3 separate regions of the Mus musculus genome follow, and regions 2 and 3 are each linked to region 1. A link is a contact called in public Hi-C and promoter capture Hi-C data. All regions are on one chromosome and are shown on one strand. The core of a region is the stretch at or near the end of the contact, and the rest is flanking DNA. Distances in the headings are between cores, read along the strand shown.

Evidence for each region. Promoter capture Hi-C pulls out the DNA fragments that hold promoters and counts their contacts. A called contact is a pair of places that touch in the nucleus more often than the background predicts.
Region 2: a promoter capture Hi-C map of liver shows a contact between it and region 1, with 4 times the contacts expected there. The contact joins the promoter of Cyp2d26 here to the enhancer-like site in region 1. A contact is called at or near these places in 4 of 39 promoter capture datasets (cranial neural crest, embryonic stem cells and liver), 6 of 484 Hi-C or Micro-C datasets (liver, nephron progenitors, tail fibroblasts and 1 more) and 2 of 9 other capture datasets (embryonic stem cells and liver).
Region 3: a contact with region 1 is called in a Hi-C map of liver, with 4 times the contacts expected there. The contact joins the promoter of Cyp2d9 here to the enhancer-like site in region 1. A contact is called at or near these places in 2 of 39 promoter capture datasets (embryonic stem cells and neural stem cells), 10 of 484 Hi-C or Micro-C datasets (brain, differentiating spermatogonia, embryonic fibroblasts and 3 more), 1 of 115 datasets of contacts at active chromatin or transcription factors (hepatocytes) and 3 of 9 other capture datasets (adipose tissue, liver and pancreatic islet).

What each region holds. Positions count from the first base shown.
Region 1 is chr15:82,637,296-82,640,465 of GRCm38.p6, forward strand. It overlaps the pseudogene Cyp2d13. Among named protein-coding and RNA genes, the nearest start is that of Cyp2d34, 18 kb to the left of the region's middle. Within about 2 kb of position 1,491, at least 6 of the 459 cell types and tissues checked have an H3K27ac peak or open chromatin away from gene starts, as enhancers often do. A contact at or near this core is called in hepatocytes and liver, where this site is marked.
Region 2 is chr15:82,792,511-82,795,716 of GRCm38.p6, forward strand. It overlaps Cyp2d26 (cytochrome P450, family 2, subfamily d, polypeptide 26), which reads right to left and starts at 1,735. Exons shown (of 9, transcript NM_029562.2): 1 at 1,475-1,735; 2 at 616-787; 3 at 198-350; 4 at 1-119. The coding sequence starts at 1,663.
Region 3 is chr15:82,450,777-82,453,732 of GRCm38.p6, forward strand. Cyp2d9 (cytochrome P450, family 2, subfamily d, polypeptide 9) reads left to right here and starts at 1,601. Exons shown (of 9, transcript NM_010006.2): 1 at 1,601-1,864; 2 at 2,822-2,956. The coding sequence starts at 1,676.

The DNA.
Region 1 (3,170 bases), core at 241-2,740:
AAGATAGCCCAGCCCACTATAAAAGGGGCTGCTTGGCCCCTCCTTGTTCTCTTAAGCTCCCACAGTCTCTTAATCTTATCTCTAGCTCTCCTTCAGCCCCTCCCTTCCGGTTTTTCTCCACTTGGCTATGGCTGGCCTATTTCTTTCTACCTTCTCTCTTTCTCCCTGTTTTTCTACAATAAAGCTCTAAAACCATAGACAATCTCTGCTCATTGAGACTCACTGTGTTGGGGAAACAGAGTAGGCGTTCCTCTAAAGAGCCACATCTAACCTCCCACTGGAAGGCCTTCCTGCACTCCAGCCATGGCCGCCAGCCAACCCAAGGCACCCACCGAGCTAGCAGCCTGAACTAGTCAGGTTCTCTCATCCCTGCAGTAAACTGCCAGGGCTCTCCCCTTACCCTCCCTCCGGCCCCCGGCCAGAGTCCATCTGAGGGCCTGTTCTCAGCTCTTACACGACATACAGTGACATCTGGGATGTGTGAGACTGAGAACCTGTCGTCTCTGGCCTCCATGAGGCCCAGAGACCCTGGACTGCTTCCTCTCTGCCCCCCCTTGAACTGAGGTTCATAGCTTCCCACAGCCAGACGCTCACCCGGGCGGCATAGAGAGTGCAAGGCAGTCCCCCATGTCCAGTTCGGGTTCTCTCCCACCCCCTTTATTTCCCCAGGCCTGATGCCCCACAGTGCTCCACCCTCCAAGGCACCCCGGGGAGAGACAGGGAGCCAGGCACCCCAGAGGCACCTGCTGAGAATGGCATGAAGGCCTCAGGCTTCACAAAATGGCCCTGGGCATCCAGGAAGTGTTCAGGATGGAAGCGGAGGGGCTTCTCCCAGACAGTCTCATCCTTTAGCGCGGAGGACAGGTTGGGGATGAGGGTCGTCCCCTGGCAGAAGGCACATGGTGTGAGGTTGGACTGGGGTGGGGTTGTCTAGTCTCTGATCACCAAGCTCACATGCATGGTCTCTACCTCACAGACTGGATCCTTTCATATAACCTTAGCCCTAGAGACTTCTTAGCTGTCATTAATACTATGACATGAATATGTGATAAGTGACAGATATACACATTGTCACCTGTATTTGTAGGTAGTGGCTGTTACCACTTGACTTTCCAGTATACAGTTCCTGCTACTGTTTCTCTTCCCATAGTTACCTGGGGAAGCTGGTTCTGTGGCATGGAGAACTGGGTAGCCTAAATTCCAGTCCTATCTTAAGTGGACAGCTCAGACATTAGAGAGCTAGCAACCCTGACTAGACATTGGAGGGTCCCAGGCCTACCTTAGGGATAAGGAAGCCCTGTACTTCCAATATCATGAGAAGTCTTGTGTGGCAAGTTCATTGGGACAATGTCTGCAAAGCGCTGCACCTCATGAATGACAGCATTGGTGTAGGGCATGTGGGCCTGGTCTGCCATCTCTGGACACCGCACCTGCCCTATGACCTCGTCGATTTCCTCTTGCACTCGGCCTGGAAAGGCAACAACCACTTAGAAAAAGGAACACCAGAGGGGTGTCCTTTGTCCCTCTACTACTGCTCTGTTAAGGGCTGAGCCCATGGGAGAAAGGTGACCATCACCCTTGCTGGAGTCTGGGTTAAACCAGTGTTGGGAGCCACAAGAGTCCCAAGTAAGCTTAAGAACTGTGCCTCTACCCTCCTCCTCCTTTCTTCCCAGCCCCATCAGTCTCACGCTGCACATCTGGATGCAAGATCATGAGCAGCAGGGCCCAGGTCAGAGTGATTGAACTGGTCACAATCCCAGCACCAAACAGGTCAAAGACAACCAGACGTAGATTTGCTTCATTGAAGCTACTCTTAGGGTTCCCCTTTGCCTAGGACACAGAAAAGCAGTAGACTCAGTGGAGAGACTGGAAGGCCCCATAACACTCTCCTGATGACTTTAGGTGGTGACATTTCAGTGTCACTGGGTTATTCACAGCGCAATGGACACCAGATTGCAGAGTCTCTCACCTTCTCCATTTCAGCCAGAAAGGCATCAGTCAGGTCACGAGGTGGCTGGTCAGGGTCCCAGGTCCTCTTGTGCTCAGTCACCAGCTTATTTACCAGGGTGAGAAATGTCTTTTGCCCAGGGAAGACTTTGTCAGCCAACCCTGGGATGTGCAGGAGAATTGGAAATGTGTTCAGAACCTGTAACAACCATAGAATATGGTAAGTTTTCCTGCTGCCTTTAATTTAACGAGTTGAGTAAATAATTAGTTAAAATAACAATAATAAGTAAGAAATAACTTCAGTAATAATAGTCATTATTTCAATGTGTTTCCATGTGCAAATGATGTGAGCAGTGCTATTGACACAACAAAGATGTTGAGGTCCAGGAAAACCATAGAGAGTCAGTTGCGTGGCATCCAGGATTGAAACTCAAGCACCCTGCTTGCCTGGCAAGCTCCTTACCCACTAACCATCTCTCTGGCTCCTGGGTACATAGGCTTAGTGTTGATCTCGGCCAGTCTTAGTTACCAGCCTCTTCCATGATGGACACGGGCCCTATGTGTTCCCACCCATCACCTGACTCCTTCTTAGTCCATGCCTTCAGCCTCTAGCAGCACCTTGGTGGAAATCCCATAGGCTTTGGTGGCTTCCCTGTGAGCAGAGGCCCAGCTTCTCACATTCTAGAGGGCCTAATCTTGGGCCTCTTCTCCCCTCACATTGCTGCATGCTTGTCAAGCTTCAGGCTCCTATTCCTGTGGATGACACTTCTAGAGGTCTCCTTTCCAAATCTCCTGTCTACAGCCTCCTCTTGGAAGATGGAAAGCAGGGAAGTTGATCTGAAGGCTGCCCTTGAGTCTCCTACCTCTGGAAACAAGCCAGTATTCTCTCCCATGTTTTCTTTCAATATTTTTAGCATCTTGATGAAGTCAGGGTCTCCATACTCAAAGCGACGGGCATAAATGAGAGACGCAATCACATTGCACACAGCTTTGTTCAGGAGTGTGTAAGGATCGAGGGGACTCCCTAGGAGTGGAGATGCAAGTAAAATTCAGGATATTGTTGCTGTCTCCCTGTCCCCACTTGCAGTCCACACACATCACCCACCAGCCTGGGCGGTGAAGGCATCACAGAGGTGGCCAGCTTCCTCTGTCACCCACTGCTCCAGCGATTTCTTGCCCAGGCCCAAGTTGCGCAGGGTTGACACAGAGAATCTCCTCAGTTC
Region 2 (3,206 bases), core at 485-2,984, 160 kb after region 1:
TGTTTTGAGCATCCTGTTGAAGAAAGGGTCTTCATACTCAAATCGACGAGCATAAATGAGGGAGGCGATCACGTTGCTCACAGCTTTACTTAGGAGGGGGCTGGGATTGAAGGGATGTTCTAGGATTGGAGATGCAAGCAAGTCATGATAGTGCTCTTCAGTCCCTGCTCACACTCTCCATCTCTAACATCACCCACCGGCCTCCTTGGTGAAAGCATCGCAGAGGTGGCCAGCCTCCTCTGTCACCCACTGCTCCAGTGATTTCTTGCCCAGGCCGAAGTCACGCAGGGTAGACACAGAAAATCGCCGCTGCTCTCGCCACTCGGGCCCGTAAGGTGCAAGGATCACACCTGCAGACATATCTGTGTGTAACTGAGGGCACCTAGCTATGTGGTCTCTTCTGTTCCCAACATTTCTCTGTGGTCAGTCTTAGCAGTCAGTGCCCAGCACTTTTCTAGCACATATTGGCACCTTGCATTCCTTAGGCTCCACCCTCCACCCCAGTGTTTTTCCCTTGCCTTGCCGGACCACATCATCTCCATTAGGTCTGTCTATCTTCTGCTCACCCCTCTCAAGCCCTACTCTCCCTGCCTTGCCCCCACTATAGAGCTTTGCCTTTTGATTTGTGCCCATAGCCTATGTGATTATAGATGGGCATTAGGGGGCGGTCAGAAGTGTCCTCTCCATAGGTCACCAGCAGTTCCCGCACTGCCTTCAGTCCGTTGACCACAACCACGGGCTTCCAGGCCATCTGTAGGCTGAACACATTGCCATAGCGGTTTTGAAGCTGAAATAGGACAGAGCACATAGGAAGTAGAGGTTTCCAGCAGAGTGGAAGATCAATACTCTTCATACAAGTCTCTGCTTCTCTCTCTCTCTCTCTCTCTCTCTCTCTCTCTCTCTCTCTCTCTCTCTCTGTGTGTGTGTGTGTGTGTGTGTGTGTGTGTGTGTGTGTGTGTCTGTGTCTGTGTCTGTGTCTGTGTCTGTGTCTGTGTCTGTGTCTGTGTCTGTGTCTGTGTCTGTACATACACATATATAGAACTTATTGAACCTTGTTCCTGACATATGCTGGGCAAATGCTCTATCACAGGCCTACATCCCTAGCCTATGGTTGGGGCACCTTGTTGCTTGGCAACCATATCTTCTCAATTTAACAAAGACCTCACAGCAAATATTATCATTCAGCTGTGACTCAGCCTGAACAAGATCCTTGGGTCCCTTCATACTCCACCATACAAGAAAAAATTCAGGTTCCTAAGATAGGCAGCGAGGCCTGAGACCACACAACAGGAAGAGACTATTACACACACACACACACACACACACACACACACACACACACTCCACTTTGTTTTCCCAACAACTCTTTTTTTCTCTTGGGGGCCATCTTCCTGTCTTTCCAGTGGCTTCAACACCTCCACGTGCTGCCTGGGTCACTCTGACTTCTTCTGTCCTCCACCACCACCTCTCTCACCTTGTAAAAGCTGTATGGTATGTTCTCGAAGTCCACCTGCAGCAGGTTTCCCAGCCCAGGGAATGGCACAGGGCCTGGTGGGTAGCAGGCAGTCCAGCGCTGGCGCCGGTGCACCAGGTCCACCAGAAGCAGGAAGATGGCTGTGAATATGACCACAGCCCATAAGTCATCTCCAACCAGCAGCCCCATGGCTGCCCTACTGCTTCCAGGCTTTTGAAGGAATACTCGTTCCAGAAACTTAGAATCAGGAAAGATCCTCTTATGATGGACTGGGAACCTGGTCCCTTATAAAGAGGGAGGAGGGGAAGGCTGCACTTTGTTCTCTGCCTTGAGCCAAGTAGCTGTGTTAATTAATGTTCAAACAGAGCCTATATGGGGGAAGGGGGTGTCAGAAAAATCAAGGGAAAGTCAACATCAGAGGTTCCTGCCCTTTCTTCTTTCCTGTGGTGCTTATCCAGGGGAGTGGCACTGATAGCTCCACAGAGAATTGCATAGTGGTTATATTGGGTTGGACACTGTAAGCACAGCGGGCACGTAGCCATGGACCCTGCCTCAGGGTGCAACGGTCATAGACTAATTTGCCACATGACCAGAGATCCGAGGGGACCGAAGACATTGTCTCAGAATGGAACAAGGCCTTTTGGAGGCTTCAGGGAACACTTGGCTAGTAGGATATGAGGTCTGACTGACACTATCAGTGGGCACTATCACTATGCAGCAATGGCCACTGAAGTGGCTTATGTGGCTAGCAGATGAGGGTGAGGGAGAGGCAGTGTAAGGAAGGAGGCTCCAGCCTGTGGAGCCTTGAGCACAGGTAGGAGGTCATTCAACTCTCAAGGAAGGCCAAATTCAAAACCTGGGGACTTCTTAGCTCTCACCCGAGAAAGCTGAAAGGCTGTCACCAACTGTCAATAGAATTCTGGGGAGGCCAGCTAGATGTCCATGTAGTTGTCACATGGGGACCACTATCTAATTTTATTCACTCTTGGCTTTTTGTTAGGTCAAGCCCTGTGCTAACAATCATCTTAAGAGGGATGGAGAGATGTCTTCCTCGTGTTACATGGGCGGTGTTTTTGAGATATTTGTGAATACTGCCAAACATGGGGGGATGGGGGGTAAGACCATCCTGGAGGCTCAAGGAGCACATTATTGTTAGGACACAAGTAACTTGCAGGTACTGCAAGACACAGCACCCGGCTATGACAGCAAGTGCCACTGTCTGGTTTTTGTGATGAGAGGCAGTGGGAAGAAGGGGGCTGCAGCTCCTGGAGTCTTGTGTTCAGCTTTGAGGTTACTTACTGGGTTGATTGGAGAGGCCAGACTCAGAACCTGGAAGCATCTTAGGTCAGATCTGAGAAAGCTGAGAAACTGTCAACAGTTGTTGAGAGTCCCAGAGGCCTGTAGGTTGGACCAAGTACTTATCACATGGTGGCCTCTGTCTCTTTTTCACCCTTGGTTTCTTGGTGGGTCAGTTGTTCCCCTGACAGTCTTCTACATGGATATAGGTAAAGCAGACCTTGTGCCAGAGGTCTGTGGGCTGGGTGGGGTAAAGGGTCCCTCCCCACACCCACACCCACACCCGTCTCGATGCATGTTCCTGCCTATTCCTTTTGGCCCTGCCCAGCTGAGTTATGGTACGGTAAGTCAGGAGCCAACACAGGTCATGGGTGGGAGATGGGAGGCAACTGAGACGCAGTTACTGAGAAGCTGAGGCAGGTAGGTTTCTTCTGGG
Region 3 (2,956 bases), core at 351-2,850, 190 kb before region 1:
AGCACAACTGCTTCTCTTAGATAATGTCATGGATGACCCAGACAGGAAGAAATGAGGGCTGAATATGTTGTCCCAGCCCTGACATGCAGGTTTAAGCATCAGGCACTAAAAGTCATCTTGGAAGGGTCCTGGGACTAACCAGAAGAAACCCAGCAGCCTGAATCTGACAGTGACCTCAGCAGGTTGTCTCCTGAATTCCCTTTCTGACCCTTACCTATAATGGTGTCCTGCCTCCAAAGCAGGTGTCCTTTCAGACCAACTTGGTGATTGAGAAAGACATTTGTCTCTGTTCCAACTATGGTGCCATTCGAGAGTACTGGGTTGGGCAGGGCCAAAGAGCATGGACAGGAAGAGGAGAAACAGACTTAGAGGCTTCAGGCCAGCAATAAGCATGGAGTCACCAACAGGCTCCAGTGACACACAGGTGGTCAGTGCAGGGGGGCACATTCAGCAGAGAGGAGACCTGTGTGTAGTCCTTGCTCTGGGGCTTCATGGTGTGTCTCCATTCAACTCAAGCCTCCCTTCCACCATGGTGAAGCTGTAGTAGAAAGAGCCTGCCTGGATTCCAGGAGGACTTCTAAGCCTTCGATCTTCAGAGGTCTGGATTCCCAGCAAGGACAGGGACTGAGCCTCTTTGGACCCTAGTGTATGGGGACCTGCTATGTGCCATGTGTCCAGCAGTGCCCAGCACACAAGGGCCATTTATTAGAAGGCTCGGGAGTCATCTTTCTGTTTTCCTCATGAATGCTCACCCTGACCACAGGCCTCTGGCATGAGCAAGGAAACTGCCTCACCTACCTCCATGTGAAAAACTGTTCCCAGGTGAGATTGACCCACCAAGAAACTGAGGGTGAATAAGAGACAGAGGCCAGCATGTGACAAGTCCCTGTAACAACTTTGGCCAGCAAGATACTCAGATTTTTCTCAGCTTCCCCAGACTGGGCCTGAGAAATCTCGTGTTGTAATTATTGCTGCCTGATCCACTGGATGACCACAGACCTGTAGTGAACATGGCAATGCTCCAGCTGCCTTCCCCACTGGCACTCACTAATCAACAGAACATCTAGCTGCCTTCCCACCAGTAACTTCCACTTTACCACAGGGGCTCTATATGCCTTTGCACTACTCACAAGCAAGGATTCCAGCTTCCCTCCCCACCTGTCCTTCTTTTGCCCATAGGGGCTCCAGCCTCTTTCCCTCCACTGTAGAAAACATCCTCCCACCGCTCAAACATGCACAGAAGGCATTCACAGGAAGGCAGTCAAGCCCCATGTCCTGTCAACAAAGTGCTCCATGAAGATTTGGAGGTCTCATTCCTCTCTGAGGCAATATCCTCAAGCCCTCAAAGATTTGCATAGGTAGCATACCAAATGAATTTGCTGCACACAGTAATCAGATCATCCATCTTGAAGAGGGGTCCTCTAGACATCTGCCTACCATGTTCAGCCCAGCAGAATCAGCATGCTCTGCTCCTGGTAGGAACTGAACATCACTGGCTCCTCCCTATTCCGGGCCAAAACAAACACATATTTGGGGCAGGACACAGAGGACAAAGGGCAACCCTGGCACTCCTTTATAAGGTGACAGGATCCAAGCTTGGGGCTTCCTGATCCTAGGTGTTGTATTGAGTGTTGTTCATTGGTCTCTGGGAAGCCTGGGCAGTAGTGGGGCAGCCATGGAGCTGCTGACTGGGACTGACCTGTGGCCTGTGGCCATATTCACAGTCATCTTCATATTACTGGTGGACCTGACCCACCAGCGCCAGCGCTGGACTTCTCGTTACCCACCAGGCCCTGTGCCATGGCCTGTACTGGGTAACTTGCTGCAGGTGGACCTAGGTAACATGCCATACAGCTTGTACAAGGTGAGTGACTTAGCAATAGATGGTAACTGAAGTAATGGTATCTACAGCGGCACATACTAGGGCTTAGGCCACAGGTCAGACAGGGATCTAGACCTCCAAGAGAGGACAGGCATAGAAATGTTTTGGTAGCAGCCACTGGGAATTCCTAGAGCAAAATTTTAGAAGAAAAATTCCAGGAGGTGAAGCAGGATGTGACAACAGTATTTAGTCAGTTTGGACAGGGCAGCAGCCATAGAGGACAAAGGTCCATTATGGCCCTGTCAAAAACAAGGTCTGTTAGTTTACCAAAAATATCATTTAGGACACTGAGTGGAGAGAGGGACTGTGGCTGCCTGAATCTCTTGCTGTTGTGTGCTCTCTGGCCTCACTGCCCATCTCGAGGAACCAGAGTCTCTTCATGAATGTTGACATGTTAAAGAACCCAGGACAGTTTTCTGGCTCTGACAAGATCACCACTGGGGAGTCACATCTACTGTGATTCCTTCGCTGAACTTAAAAGATAAGACACCGCAGTGGTAGGCAGCCTCAGGCTGGGAATGGAGCTCAGTGAGAAGCAGTTTCCCAGGATACATGAGGACCAGGGTTCAATAACAAGCAAGATACACACTAATGTGCATGCACATATACAAATACAGAGAGAGAGAGAGAGGGAGAGAGGCAGAGAGAGGGAGAGAGAGACAGAGAGAGACAGAGAGAGACAGAGAGAGACAGAGAGAGACAGAGAGACACTAAGATATGCATTGACTCTGAGGGAGAGATATGCATGGACTTACATACACATATGCACACATACTTAAATTACATACATAAACATGAAGGTGTAAACATACACGAATGTGCACTCACACACACAGAAACTTCCTTGCACCCTCTCACTTTGACATTGTTGTGCAGTGAAACTGGTTCTATTATCTGTGGGCACCTCCACTTCCTATGTGCTCTGTCTCTCTACCTCAGCTTCAAAACCGCTATGGTGACGTGTTCAGCCTACAGATGGCCTGGAAGCCTATGGTTGTGATCAATGGACTGAAGGCAATGAAGGAAATGCTGTTGACCTGTGGAGAGGACACTGCTGACCGCCCTCCAGTGCCC